2 separate regions of the Mus musculus genome follow, and region 1 is linked to region 2. A link is a contact called in public Hi-C data. All regions are on one chromosome and are shown on one strand. The core of a region is the stretch at or near the end of the contact, and the rest is flanking DNA. Distances in the headings are between cores, read along the strand shown.

Region 1 (3,515 bases), core at 578-3,077, 610 kb before region 2:
GTGTTTTGTCTAGCCTTGGCTAGGCTAACTCAAGTTCCTATGCATGCAGCTAATTTTGGCTTGATTCTCTCATGTGTTTCAGGAGTTAGCTAGTTGGGGCAAATAGTCTCTCTTGTATGTGCCTAGCCTGGGCTTGCTTTCAGATAATAAGATAGAGTTGTAAAAAAAGAAAAGAAAAGAAAGGAAAAGAAAAGAAAAGAAAAGAAAAGAAAAGAAAAGGAAAGAAAAGGGGGAGTTCTGTATGAAACACAACCTCATGCAGAAATCACGGGACTCTTGGGGCCGAGGCCGGGAGGCACTACTTCCTTTCCACTGCCTTTTGTAGGTCACTGTCTCAGGGAAGTCCAGACACAAGCAAAGGGAAAATGGAATCCCATCACATTCTAGAAACAGCTATAAAGCCACAGTGTGAAGAACAGAAGGATCTGAAGGAGCTGGAACAACTTTACACACACACACAAAACTACTACATTGTTTCCTCCAAAGCAAGTTCTATTACAGAAGGGTCCTAAGTGAAACACTGGCCACACACCACAGAAGTTTTCATCTGTCTCCTTACATAGAGTGCTTTACAAGCATGTGTGCTTGCTGTGTGTGCATGTGTACATGTGCCTACCTGTGTGTGTGTGTGTGTGTGTGTGTGTGTGTGTGTGTGTGTGTGTGTGTATTTTTTTCCAGGATGTATACTTGGTATAGTTTTTAATCTGAAAAAACCCTCAAGTGCAAACGACAGCCCTTTTATCATGCTGGTTTCAAGGACAAGGTTGTATTCTGGGTTAGACAAGTTTCAGCAGGCGTCTGCAGCATGGAGCTCTTCTACGCTGGGAGACATATTTGCCCCATGGGATATCAAAATCCACGTAATAACAGGTCACGTTATAATGAGGCTTCCCTGCACATGCTTGCTCTCAATTTAGACAGCAGGCCCTGCCAGGTCTTCCTCCAGCTGCTGGCTTCAGACCTCTCTTTCCAGAAGGATAAGAACTACCTGTCAAAACGCAAAGCTCTAACAATGAAATATACACGCATGCTGTGGGAAAGCCGACGGTTTACTTCCACAGGCTGCAGCTGGTGTGCGCGGCTGAAATGATTCATTCCTCCAGCCAGCAAAACAAGTCCACATACAGGGTCTCCTCGACAGAACACATCCTCCCCCTGGTACAGGCTCCATCTCTGAGCATGACTTAACCTCCTTAGCAGCGAGGAGCAGCCGGCTGGAGGCTAGCAAAGGATGCTTTCCCCTCTGCTGTTCCCTGCTCGGAGGCAGTATACTGTTACAGTTCCAGGGAATCAGAATGTCTTTTAAATCCTGCTTCAAGAATCTACACATTCCATACTAAGCTGCAATTCTTAATGTAGTATCTCCATGGCAGTGGGAAGGGTTCCTAACAAGAGAGTCTCTAGCCTCAGGGATTGAGGAAGAGGATTCAAAACGTGATAAAGTAGCCAATACTCCATAAAGAAAGAAGGGCTTTGACACTGAAGTCAGGTCTATTCACACCTGCTTCCTAGCAGTGACAAGGGCAGGTTGTTCTCTTGAGGAATAATGCCTCAGGGCTGCATCTAAAGAAGGGACTGTACTGCTGGAGACATGAGAATGAAAACTACCATTTTGCTAAAATATCTAAGGGCAAGAAACCCGCTTAAGCCACAAACAACAATAATGGCTTTTGAGGGTCAGTGAACCCCAGACCCCAAGGTTCTGGAGACCAGAAGATGCTGAATTCATTTCTTTTGGGAAGGACTGCCAGGATGAGGGAGCCTCAGAGTTGCTACCAACTCTCATGAGAGCACTGGAATCATGTCTCTGAATCAGAGGTGCTAATTGCTTTCATAAGGGTGCAGGCCGAAGTGGAATCCAAGAACTTGGCAAATGTGATGTTCTCATTTCTCCGGGTCTGGGATGCGCTTGTGTTTTTGGAAGACAATCTATTGACTAAATCCATGCATGCAGATGACCCTAGAGGTGCTCCTCTTCATTAAGCTGGAGCACTGCCAGCCCACAATTCATAACATACTGTGTGAGGGCTGGCAAGATGACTTAGTGGGTAAAGGTGCCTGCTCCCAAGCCAGCTGCCCTGTGGTAGATCCCCAAGGCCCACATGAAGAGGTATAAGGAGAAACTGACTCCTGCCAGTTGTCTGTTGTCCTTTGACCTTCACAAGGTCACCATGGGTCATATGTCTCACCGCATTCTCACACATACACACATAATAAAATAAATATAATTCAAATTTGTTTAAAATTACTGACTGAACGCCTAAGTACAGGAATGGAGTACTCTTGTAGGCACAAAGCAGCTCACCTGCTTGACTGTGTAGGGTTTATAAACAAAACCAGATGTCAAGCACACAGCTTTCTGAGCTCTTGATAGGGCAGGTAGCACTTAATCCAAGGGGAGGGACTATGTAAATAGGGCAGGTAAAAGAGGCCTTACTGAGCAGGTGGTGCTGGAAGGAGGGCTTGGATGAATCAATGCAGGCACTTGGCTAGCAGAAGAGAATTTCTGGCAGAAAGCAGAGTTGTCACAGACAGCCCAGGCAGCAGGTATCTGGGCAGATGAGGAAGACTCTAGGAAGCCACTGGCTGTGGGAAGAGGTAGATGAGGAGGAAGGAGACACGCCGAGTTGGGGATGTTGGATGACTGCAGGTTTAAGGAGGCAGCCCTGAGGGTCTTGTCTTGTGTGAGTCACTCATTTCTTTACCAAGTGTGAGTCTGACATGGTTAGCGCTCAGAGGCATCAGTTTTAAGGTGAATCACTCAGTGGAAGAATATGGCATCTTCTGTTACTGTCCATCTTGGCCTTTCCTCACAGCTGAGCCCCACTCTCCCCACTGAGACTTCCTCAACAGAGTAAAGTACCTGGGAAAGAGAACTACACATCTAAAAACACATGCCACGGTGGAGGAAAGGGGGTGTGTGTCTATCATCTGTCAAGGTGGATGACAGACTTAATGTGTTTGAGGCAGTGACCACTCTGGTGGGTGATTAACTTAGGAAGTCCAAATGCCCAGGAAGAATGCTGGGGTTCCTACAAAGTGAATTTCGTATCTGTGGCCAGCACTATTTCCAAGAGGGAGTCAAGGTGAGGGTGAAAGCAACCAGGTGATTTTGACCATCGGCCCACAAGTTCCTGGACAGGCTCTTGAAGAAATGATCTGTAACATTTCACACACTAACCATGCTTTCTTGGAGAAGGGCCCAAACCCTCTTAGATGTATTTGTGAGCCTCTATCAAATGAAGACCCCCTTGAATTCACATGGAACAAACTTCATCCTAACTTTCTTCCCACGGTGGGAGGAGAGTTAGCAGATGATGCACCCTTCCTGCCCCAAGGATAACTCTATCAGGGAGGTGACACCCATGCATGTGTCTTCACCAGAATGATGAGGCATTTAACTCATGGTATTCATCTATCCTCTCCCATACTCCAATTGGCCAGAACACTGTCCAGTTCTGAAATTGTGCAAAGGTTCTCTCTCTCTAAGCCTCTCTCTCTCTAAGTCTCTCTCT
Region 2 (3,501 bases), core at 167-2,666:
AGGATAACGAGACAGTTCAGTCATTTCCAGGTTGTGCTTACCTACCTGGTCTCTGCCAGAGTGTACAAGGGAACAGTGGCCATCTTCTCCATGTCCCACCAAGGTCATTCTGGCATGAATAGTCCAGCATCCTAGAAAAACCCTCACCCTCAAGCAACTCGATGGCAGCTCACTGTGGTAATGCTCATTGCCAAGCTGACAGCACCTAGAGTTATCCAGGAGATGGGTCTCCGGCCATGCTGTGGGTAGTGTCTTAACTGTGTAAACTGCCTAGAGAAGACACGTGGTAATTGTGAGAGGAACCATTCCCTGTCTGTGGACTGCAGATGCAATGTGGCCAGCTCCTGACACTGAATTTCCAACATGATGATGGGGAACCAAGTCAAGTCCTTCTCCCTTGTGTTGCTTTGGTCAGGATGTTGTGTCACAGCCAACAGGAAAGGAAACTAAGACAGAGAGTCAACAGAAAAGTAGCAACATTCAAATATCCTCAGGGCACACACTCAGAAATGTGATTGTTCTGCACAAGTGCTTGAGGAGGCCACTGACCAGATCCATCCCTTCTGCTTCCCAGAAATGTGAAAATAAACATACGTAGCCTCACGGTCCACATCTGTGAAAGCAAAACTATGTGACCTTCATTGGTAAGCTGTGTAAGTGCTAACTGGATGCTGTGCATGGGCCCAAACTAAATGTTCTACTAACTATGTAATATGCCGTATATATACATGCACTTATACATATATATGTATATATAGAGATATAAACAAATACATTTTCTTACCATTATATCGCTATGACATTGTAATCCTATCATTCAGTTTTAGCATATTATTTGCAAACTTCATGATCAAACTGTTTTCCCTTAAAACACAACTTACACTCCATTGAAAATCTTGCTATAGTCAAAGCTACAAAAATGATATCACAAAATAAATAAATAAATAAATAAATAAACAAACCCTCTAGGTAAGACTACAGGCAAGCCTCTAGGTAAGTAAGTGCCTCTAGGCAAGCCACTGGAAATTACTAATTGGGGCACATGCAAACACAAGGTGAACAACCCAAGAGTTTATCAGCTGAACATAAAAAGCGTACTTCCTCCACCTCCCGCCCCATCGGCAGCTGCATTCTCTCTCCTGCTCTGCTCATTCGGAAGAGTCCTCTGCCAGCTGCAGCACCGATCCTGCCACATCCAAATGGGCCAAGGAGAAAATGTCACGCCCTTTATTCAGTTACTATTCAGATGCAGCTGCATTGAAGCTGTAGACTTTCTAAACAACACAATGGAAGTAACAATGGAAAGCTGCAAGAACATGTGTGAACTGGCTCAATTCAAGAACCTAACCGTGAGCCAGCAAAGCTGTTCACAGAGCCAACGCTAAGCTTCGTGAACAACCCTTGCCTCCAGAAAACCAGTTCCCGAGGACAGCACACGCTAAGTGCATCCTCATGCCTAAGAATAGCACACCACCTCCCAACCCCAAACCAGTACCAGCTGAACGTCCACCATACCCAGCCAACTGGATCCTTCTGCAGACCCTAATTGCTGCCTGCTGGACCCATGTTGGCAAGCTTGTACCTCCTCAATCATTTCTCCACCTGAGAAGGATGGCAGCAGACATAACAGCTATTGGCAGCAGCTTCAAGATGAGAAGGATATTCAAGAGCATCCCTTTCACGGAGGAGTCTTTTTCCATATTCATGAATTATGAAATACATTCTATTTCTCTCTTGGCTCTTATCCCCATTCTTTCGTCTGGGATAACGAAGTATATTATTTTTCGCAGCAAAGTAGAACTCCCACAGAAAGCTGAATTGGCAGGTCTCCTGCTAGCTTACATTGCCTCTGTAAAAATTAGAAAAGAAACTCCCCTTGTTCTACAGCTTACTTCCATTTTTCTAGAGCACCCCTGCCATAGACAGGGTTTGTTAGAATAAAGGAATGTGTTGGCATCTTCTGACACACTGTCCTCCGAATACATACGTGCAAATCTCCAGTTGCCACAATATTAACGGTATCCCTTAGAGCTGTACAGTGCCCATCAGCTCCCACAGAGGCTCTGTGTCATGCCCCATCACAACCAGCTTCACAGCACTTTAAATAAACTATACACAGGTATTATTTAACTAGGGATATACTCCGAGAAATGCAACGCTAGATCATCTTATTGCTGGGTGAACACCAGTGAGTGTGCTTAAGCAACTCTAGGTGGTAAACCGCGCTGTGCAGCTCAGTTCTAGGACATAGTCAATTGGCTCTAGGCCTCAAATCAGCACAGCATCTTACAGGCAAAACAATGGGATGGCAAGTACCTAGGCATCTAAACATTTGACAGCTGGGACATCGCTGGTTAACAAAAGTATTTCCACTGTTATACGTTTACTCAACTGCTATCATTTGTGTGGTCTCTCATTGGCCATTATATAATTATGTGGCACGTGGCTCTTGGGAGGGATCTGCACATCTCTTCTGACAAGCCAGATTCAAATACTGTATGTGTGTGTATAGCTATAGCTCTGTTACTGTATTGTATGCTATTTTTCATTATTCTCTTACTTTTGAGATTATAATATATTATTTCTTCCTTCCCTTTCTTACCCCCAAGCCCTCCCATATACCCCTTTTCTGCACTCTTCCAAATATACATATACATATATTTGTGTATGTGTGTGTAAATATATAATACACATAAACACACACACATACATATATATACATATATATATAATACACACACATACATATATACATATATATAATACACACATACACATATATATACACACACATATATATATGTGTAAACACACACACCATGCTTAGTCTGTATAAAGGTACTTGTAAGACCCTATTGCTAAAGACACCATGCATTTCAGACAGGAATGAGAGGCTCCTGAGCTAGAAGCTACCTGAAAGCCTTCTTCTGAGGACTAGCTATCATAGTACCTGAAAGAAAACAACCAAGAGTCCTACCCAGCTATGAACCACAATAACAACCAGATTCAAATGATAACCCTTAGATTGAAATAGTGGCACACACACCTTGGCAGTAACCAACAGCTCTGTAATTGAACCTAAACCCTGCCTCAACAATAGGGCAATTATGCCTAGTACTAGAAACATAGCCAACTGTCCAGGGCTAGTGAAGTCATGAGTGTTGGGGGAAGAACCTACAAACCCCACTTTATTAAACCAGCATAACCCCTAACTACATTCTAAATATTTCCCCTTACACCCACCCATAAGTGCACTCCTCACACCTCATCAAGAAAACTCCACTTTGCAACAGAGAGAGACCATTACAGGAAACCACAACCAAGCAAAATGCAGAGTTGTGGTACACAGTCCCAGCTTATGCAAATGTGTAAGAATAGAACAGATTCTATGCCTAAAGCTCAGGGACCGATGTGGAAGAGGACAAAGAAAGCGCCTGGAGCACAGGGTTTGCTGTGAGACTGCATCTCCTGAGAATGTCAGAAGCTGCACCCACAAGGTCT

The links. A called contact is a pair of places that touch in the nucleus more often than the background predicts.
Region 1: a Hi-C map of cortical neurons shows a contact between it and region 2, with 3 times the contacts expected there. The contact joins two enhancer-like sites.

The regions. Positions count from the first base shown.
Region 1 is chr14:28,408,488-28,412,002 of GRCm38.p6, reverse strand. All of the region lies in intron 19 of Erc2 (ELKS/RAB6-interacting/CAST family member 2), which reads right to left. Among named protein-coding and RNA genes, the nearest start is that of Gm52097, 28 kb to the right of the region's middle. Within about 2 kb of position 1,827, at least 25 of the 459 cell types and tissues checked have an H3K27ac peak or open chromatin away from gene starts, as enhancers often do. A contact at or near this core is called in cortical neurons, where this site is marked.
Region 2 is chr14:27,796,661-27,800,161 of GRCm38.p6, reverse strand. The region is part of intron 4 of Erc2 (ELKS/RAB6-interacting/CAST family member 2); the gene reads right to left. Among named protein-coding and RNA genes, the nearest start is that of Gm45645, 43 kb to the left of the region's middle. Within about 2 kb of position 1,416, at least 12 of the 459 cell types and tissues checked have an H3K27ac peak or open chromatin away from gene starts, as enhancers often do. A contact at or near this core is called in cortical neurons, where this site is marked.